Linked DNA regions of Capra hircus: region 1 is linked to region 2. Evidence: chromatin contacts called from public Hi-C data. All regions are on one chromosome and are shown on one strand. Each heading gives the region's core, a stretch centred on a gene start, on an enhancer-like site or on the middle of the called end of the contact. The rest is flanking DNA. Distances are from core to core; before and after follow the strand shown. Region 1 holds the start of RIPK4 (receptor-interacting serine/threonine-protein kinase 4). Region 2 has its middle 140 kb from the start of TMPRSS2.

Region 1 (3,181 bases), core at 173-2,672, 150 kb after region 2:
TTTTCATTCCAGTATTCTTACCTGGGAAGTTCCATGGACAGAGGAGTCTGGTGGACTATAGCCCATAGGGTTGCAAAGAGCCCCAACTTTGCAACAAGCATTGTGTGGCATGGCTCCATACGAAACACAAATGCCACACAACTTCCAAGTTGAATGCAAACTTCACCAAAGGCTAAGTAATTTAGATGCACTCAATTAAAGCTTATAAATTATTAAAATGCAACCATAAAGAGTAAACAACACCCAGCCAAAAAGAGCTGCTTCTCAAGACTCTCCTCCCACCTCCCTCTCCCCTAAAATTACACACAGACCATAATCCACCGGCTGAATTTAACTGGGGCAGCTCTGGTCCTTTTCAACTGTCTTTATTTGAGCGCCCCTGTTACCAAGGGACAAGCAGATATCCTCCCGGCTTTGGATGGGGAAACCGGGGTCTAGGAGGGCGCCGTGGCCATGCCACAAAGTGGGTAAGTGCAAGGCCGCTCCCCAGAGGCCTTGTCTGGAAATGAAATCAGCCTAAAAGACAGTGTGCGACCAGAAGGCACCGAGTGTTGTAACAAGGCTCCCGGGTCACCTGCCGGACCCACCGCCAAGCCCAAGCCAGGCAGCGACTCTCAAGTGCTAGGGCGCCGAGGAAGCCTGGCCAAGCCAAGTCCAGGGCTTCCGACCGAAATAATTACAGTCTTACACCAATTTGTGCTCCAAAGTAAATTACTAAGTAAGTCGAACGGAGTCTAACTCACTCACAAAGCTCAGATCCCCACACGGCAATTTTTCTAAGCCGGGCGCAAACCGCAGCGCCAGGGTGGGACCTGGGCGGACCGGACAGGCCACCGAGGGTCGAAAGCAAGGCGAGCCCGGTACCTTGAAAATCCGGGGCTCACCGGAAGCCGGGTAATAATACAAAGCACTTAACAGCTCCTTAGGCGAACGCAGCTCCCCGAGGTTCTCCCGTAGGAGCCGCATCCCGGGACCCCGGCGGGAGCAAATAGACCCAGAGCTCGCCAAGCCGCCTCTCGCGTCCCTCCCACCCGGCCAGCGGCGCCGACCCCGCCGGGGGCTCACGGCCTCTCCCGGCGCTGGGTTTTCCTGCCGATGCTGCTCCGGAGGCCATTCGGGTGGAGAGAACGGGAACGCCCGGAACCCAGGCTCCCCACCGCCTGCCCAGCGCAGCCGCCCCCGCCCGGGCCGCTGACCTGTCGTCGACGTGCAGACTCGGCGAGCACTTTATGGCGAGCCACGTCTTCCAGTGGACGTGGCGCACCTTGTACACCTGCCCGAAGCCGCCCGAGCCGACCTTCTCCCAGCCCGCGAACTCGCCCGCGTCGAAGGTGCGCAGCAGCCCCAGGGCCCACGGGCCCCTGCTCTCGCCCTCCATCGCGCGCGTCTAGCCGCCGCCCCGCGCCGCCGCGGCCGCCCAGGTGCCAGGTGCGCGCCCCGCCCGCTGACATCACGTCCGCCATCGGCCCCGCCCCCCTCCGGCCCCGCCCCCCGAGCACCAGGTTGGGCAGAACGACCCACCGGACAGGTGAGGTCGCAGGGCGCCCAGCGTAAGAAGGACCTGGCGGCGCCCGCGTGTGTGCTGCGGGCCTGCGAGTGTGCGTGTGTGTGTGTGTGTGTTTAGATCATCGTAGAGCCATACGCAGTTGTAAAAAATAATTCACTCTGCCAAAGTGCTATCACTTTACAAAATTTTGCAAAAATAGAAAAAAGGAGATATTGACTTTGATACAATCAGCCCATCTTATTCAGATTTCTCCTATATTCTTTGTTAGTAAGAAGTCCTATACTATGTTACCACTTGTGTAGATTCGTGTATCCACCAGGACAGTCAACATTTGGGACATTACATCACGCAAGAACCCCTTCTGTGGCCCTTTTATAACCGAACTCCCAAGCCCCATTCACCACTAAGTTTCTTCTATTTCTAAAATCCTGTTATCTCAAACTACCTTATGTTCCCACACAGGAATCACAGCGTGGGAGCTTTTGGAATTGGCTTCTTGCACTCAGCATAATTCTCTGGAGATTCATGTCTCGCTTTTTCACACTGAAGCTTCCACTTTGAAAGTACCTTGTTTTGTTTTTCAGTTACCCCAGCAGAAAATCTAAAGTGCACTCCTAAGACAGCAGAGGTTCCCATCTTTTCCTAGAGAGCAGCATCTTTATTAGGCGACCATTTGAAAAGATGCTTTTCCACCTTTGGGAGAGAAAAAAAAAATTCCCGTCCTGAATGCTCCCTGCTCTTGGAAAGATATCTGGATCAGAGGTCAAGAAGCGTGATTGCGAACTTCATGCTTAAAATACCACTCATCGAGTGTATGGCTGAGTGGTGAGAAATTTATTTTTTGGCCAAAGAGATGAATAATGGGGGTAGGATGGGATAGATGAGAAGGAGCATTTTAATGACATCAACTGTATTTCTGTGTTAGTCACCAAAAAGGAGAGGTTGATTTTGGGCAACATATGGAAGCCTTAGCTCTCACAGACCTTACCTGCCCACAGGCACATAATCTTAGTTCACAGCCAGTACCTGATCCCCATTTCATCTTCTCTTTGGCGAGTACTCACACACTGAAACAGGGCAGTGCTGGTTCTGGGGCCTCTTGGGAAGACCAGGAGGCTGTATCCTTTTCCATATAATCTTGAAATCAACACTGATCTCCCTGAGACTAGCATGGCAAATAGTTATCTCAAGCTTGCTCATGGCAAATGTAACTAACATTTTAAAAATAATTGGGATTTAAGATATATAAAGACAAGTTGAAACGTATAACATGGTCATTGTTTTGAGGGGGAAAAAAAACAAAATTGAGTAGAAAATGAGTCTCTTGGGCTCCTTCTGCCACCTTTCTCTCAACTTCCTATCAACTCTGGAGTCTCAGCTACAGGAAGTTCAGCAGGCTTGGTGACTAACAGTCCACACCAGTCTAGTAATAAAACACACCAATTTCATTTCTTTAATCACCCGCTTGCTTCACTTGACAAATATTTATGGAGTGTCTGCCGCAGGCTCAGTGTTGGCCTCCTGAACTGGGGATCCAGAGCCCACAGGGCCCTGCAGAGCAAGCACCCAGCTGCAAGTAGATGGAGCCAAAGATTCAGGCCAGGGCTGGCTGGACTGGCCCGGCTGCTCCTCCAGCTAGCTATACTGGGGTCCTCATGTCTGCCGCTCATCCCT
Region 2 (3,119 bases), core at 124-2,623:
AAACGCTGCCGGAGGCACCGTCCTTGGGAGTAGCTGCAGCCGCCTCTCCTTCTAGGCTTCCACAGAAAGGTGGAGAGATGGGAAAGAGGAAGAATCCAGAAGCAGGTGGGCGGACCAAGGTCCGGAATGTGGAGGTGAAGCTGGCTGAGCCGTGTGGGAGAAAGGTGGGACCCTCCTCCCTCTGAGAGGAGGGAGACAGTGGAGACAGGGACGAGGTGAGCTTGGGATGGGAGCAAAGTCGCCGAGGACAGCCCTGAAGGTGGTGTAAACGGGGAGGGGAAGGGTTGGTGGTTGGAGTGATATGGGGAGGGGAGGGAGCAGCAAAGAGATGGGAACAGTTGCTGTGATTAAAGAGGAGCAGAACCCTTCCATCACAGGTCCTGACAGGGTGAATTGTGTCCCCCAAAGATACACTTGAGTCCTACCCCCAGTACCGAAGAAAGTGATCTGATTTGGAAGTGATGGTCTTTGCAGACATAGTCAAGTTCAGATGAGATCAGGCTGCTTTAGGGTGGGCCCTGAGTGGTGACAGGTGTCCCTAGGCAAAGCTGGAGACACACAGAGCCTGGAGGAAGAGGCTGTGTGAAGACAGAGGCAGAGACTGCAGTCATGCAGCCACAAGCAAGGGCTGCCAGCAGCTACCAGAGTCTGGGAGAGACAGGGAAGCTTCTCCCTGGGAACCCCAAGAAAGCAGGGCCCCGAGGACACCTTGGGTTCAACTTCCAGCTGCCAGACTGAGGGCACAGGGGTCTGCTGTTTAAGCCCCCAGGTTGTGGTACATTGGTGCAGCAGCCCCGGGAAGCCCACACTGCCCACCTGGTTCCTGATGGACACACAATGAGCTAGAACCACCTGGACCCTCAGATAAGCCTTGCTGCAGAGTGCCTGCACCTACCACACACACACACACACACACACACACACACACACACACACACACACACACACACTCCCAGAGATGGGCATCTGGCAGAGGCAGCCGAGCAAAGCAAGACCAACAGGCAAGGTTGAGGGAGGCGGGGTGAGGTCAGGAGACAGAGCCCTTGCAGACAGCCGTCTGACTCCCGATAGCATGCCAGTCCGGTGGAGGACAATGAGAAGCCATCCCCTCCATATGCATCATAGAGATGCACCTGCTCGGGGCAGGGCAGGTCCGCATAAGTCTCCAGCCACCCTGCCCCCTGGGTAGCCAAGACACCCTCCTCTTGCCCACCTCCCCACACCCAGGATGAGCCCCAGGGGCCTGAGGGGACAGAGAGGTCCTGGTTAGAGTGTCGCTGTGTCCTTCCTAGGACAGAGGCCAGGGACCTTTCCTGGGCACGTGAATACCTCTACTGAAGGAAGTGAAGAAGGCGCTGTGTGCAGAGGTTGCCGTGCTGGGCAAGGGAGGCACAGGGGACCTTGAGCTACTGCCCGGGTCACAGCCCGTGAGGCCAGCCTGGGCTGGGCAGTCATCCTAGAGGAACCAGGTGCTCCTCACAGAGAAGAAGGGCCAGGGCTGTCCTGGAGACTGGGGTGTCCTCCATAGCAGATATTAAATGAATTCAACAAGGAGGCCATTCGACGGATACGGCTCTAAGGCGGTGACAGCTGTGTAAACAAACCAAAATCCAAGCCTGCAAATACCTCATGGTTCTGAAATCAAACCCTCATGACAACCACTCCTAACAGCCACGAAGGCCTGCTTCCCCGAGTGTAAGTTTCCACCTCCACAGCCCGTGTGGCACCACCTCATTCCCACTGACTTTTGCTCAGATATGCTCTTAAAATGTTCACGATGCCTCTGTTTAATTTCTCACGAGGAGACAAGCCCAGCCTGCTGGTGGAGCAGGCACTTGCCCCAGGGAGGGGAGCAAGTAGCCACAGGCCCCTGGAAGGGATCCAGGGTCTTCCATTCAATATGCAAATGAGTAGAACGAGGCCAAGAATAATAAAAGCCACAGCATCATTAGTTGAGAGCCAGGCTCTGGGCGGGCACGCTGTATCGTTTAACCCTCATAGCCCTGTGGAGTTGTTCCTATGGGCCCACTTTGCAGATGAAGCAACTGAGCCAACACAGGGCTGAGGACCCTCCCCAAATTCTTGAGGCTGCAGAGGCAGAGTCAGGCTGGAATCTGAGCTGACACTGGAGGTTGCCTGTTGCCTCCATTTCCCAATCCTCTCCTCTTGCTCCCTCGCCACCCCCTACCCCTCCGCCACCACCCCTCTACCCAGTCCCGAGCAAGGACTCTAACCACAAGGTCCTGATGTCTTTCCCTGGTGGGGAGCCAGGCTGTGGTCAGGCCCAGGCTTTCCCCCAGGACAGGAGAGCAGAGGCCCTCAGGCCAGGCCCTGAGCAGGCGCTGCATCAAGGCCGCCGTGCCATGGGTGAGGCCAGCTCCCGAAGAGGTCCCCCGGGCTTTTGGCTGACCTGGGCACTGTGGCCCCGGCGCTTCAGCTAAGAGCCCAGGGACACTGGAAGTCTCAGGCACACACAGCACCGGCAGGAGTTAAAAGTGGCTGAGGTCGTCCTCGTGCTCAGGCCTGATATGAGATACCAAGACACCGGAGAAGACACCACTAGCTCCAGGCATTGTTCTTCGGATGCTTTTGATTCGGGATTTCTCACTGTCTCAAGTTAAGGAAGTTTGAGGCGCTGCATTCTTGAGGTTTCACAACTCTTCCCTGGAGGGGGGGGCTGGGCTCTCCTCACTCCCCATTCCCTGGGGAACCTCTCTTGTTTTTGCACACGAAACAAGGTGTCCTGATGCTGTGCTCGCCTCACTGTGTGCGGGTTTCTCCCTAATTGTGTACCCCCAAAAGCCATGTCCCTCCCTAGCACCTGGGTGCACATTTGGAAATGTTTTTGCATGCACGCTCAGTCCCTTCAGTCGTGTCCAACTCTGCGATCCCATGGACTGTAGCCCACCAGTCTTTGCCTCTCTGCTTCTCTAGGCAAGAATACTGGAGTGGGTTGCTATCCCCTCCTCCCTCCTCCAGGGGATCTTCCTGACCCAGGGATCGAACCCGCGTGTCCCCATGTCTCCTGCATTACAGGCAGATTCATTACCTCTGAGCCACCAGGGAAGGCCAGGTATAACCAAACTGAGATGAGTTCAGACTGGAGTCGGGTCCCACAG

The links. Hi-C and Micro-C count contacts between places; a contact is called where the count stands out from the background.
Region 1: a contact with region 2 is called in a Hi-C map of blood, with 6 times the contacts expected there. The contact joins the promoter of RIPK4 here to the enhancer-like site in region 2. A contact is called at or near these places in 2 of 5 Hi-C or Micro-C datasets (blood and liver).

The regions. Positions count from the first base shown.
Region 1 is chr1:141,617,691-141,620,871 of ARS1.2, forward strand. It overlaps RIPK4 (receptor-interacting serine/threonine-protein kinase 4), which reads right to left and starts at 1,423. Exons shown (of 8, transcript XM_018051638.1): 1 at 1,197-1,423. The coding sequence starts at 1,378.
Region 2 is chr1:141,469,133-141,472,251 of ARS1.2, forward strand. No RefSeq gene overlaps it. Among named protein-coding and RNA genes, the nearest start is that of TMPRSS2, 140 kb to the left of the region's middle. Within about 2 kb of position 1,374, at least 1 of the 5 cell types and tissues checked has an H3K27ac peak or open chromatin away from gene starts, as enhancers often do.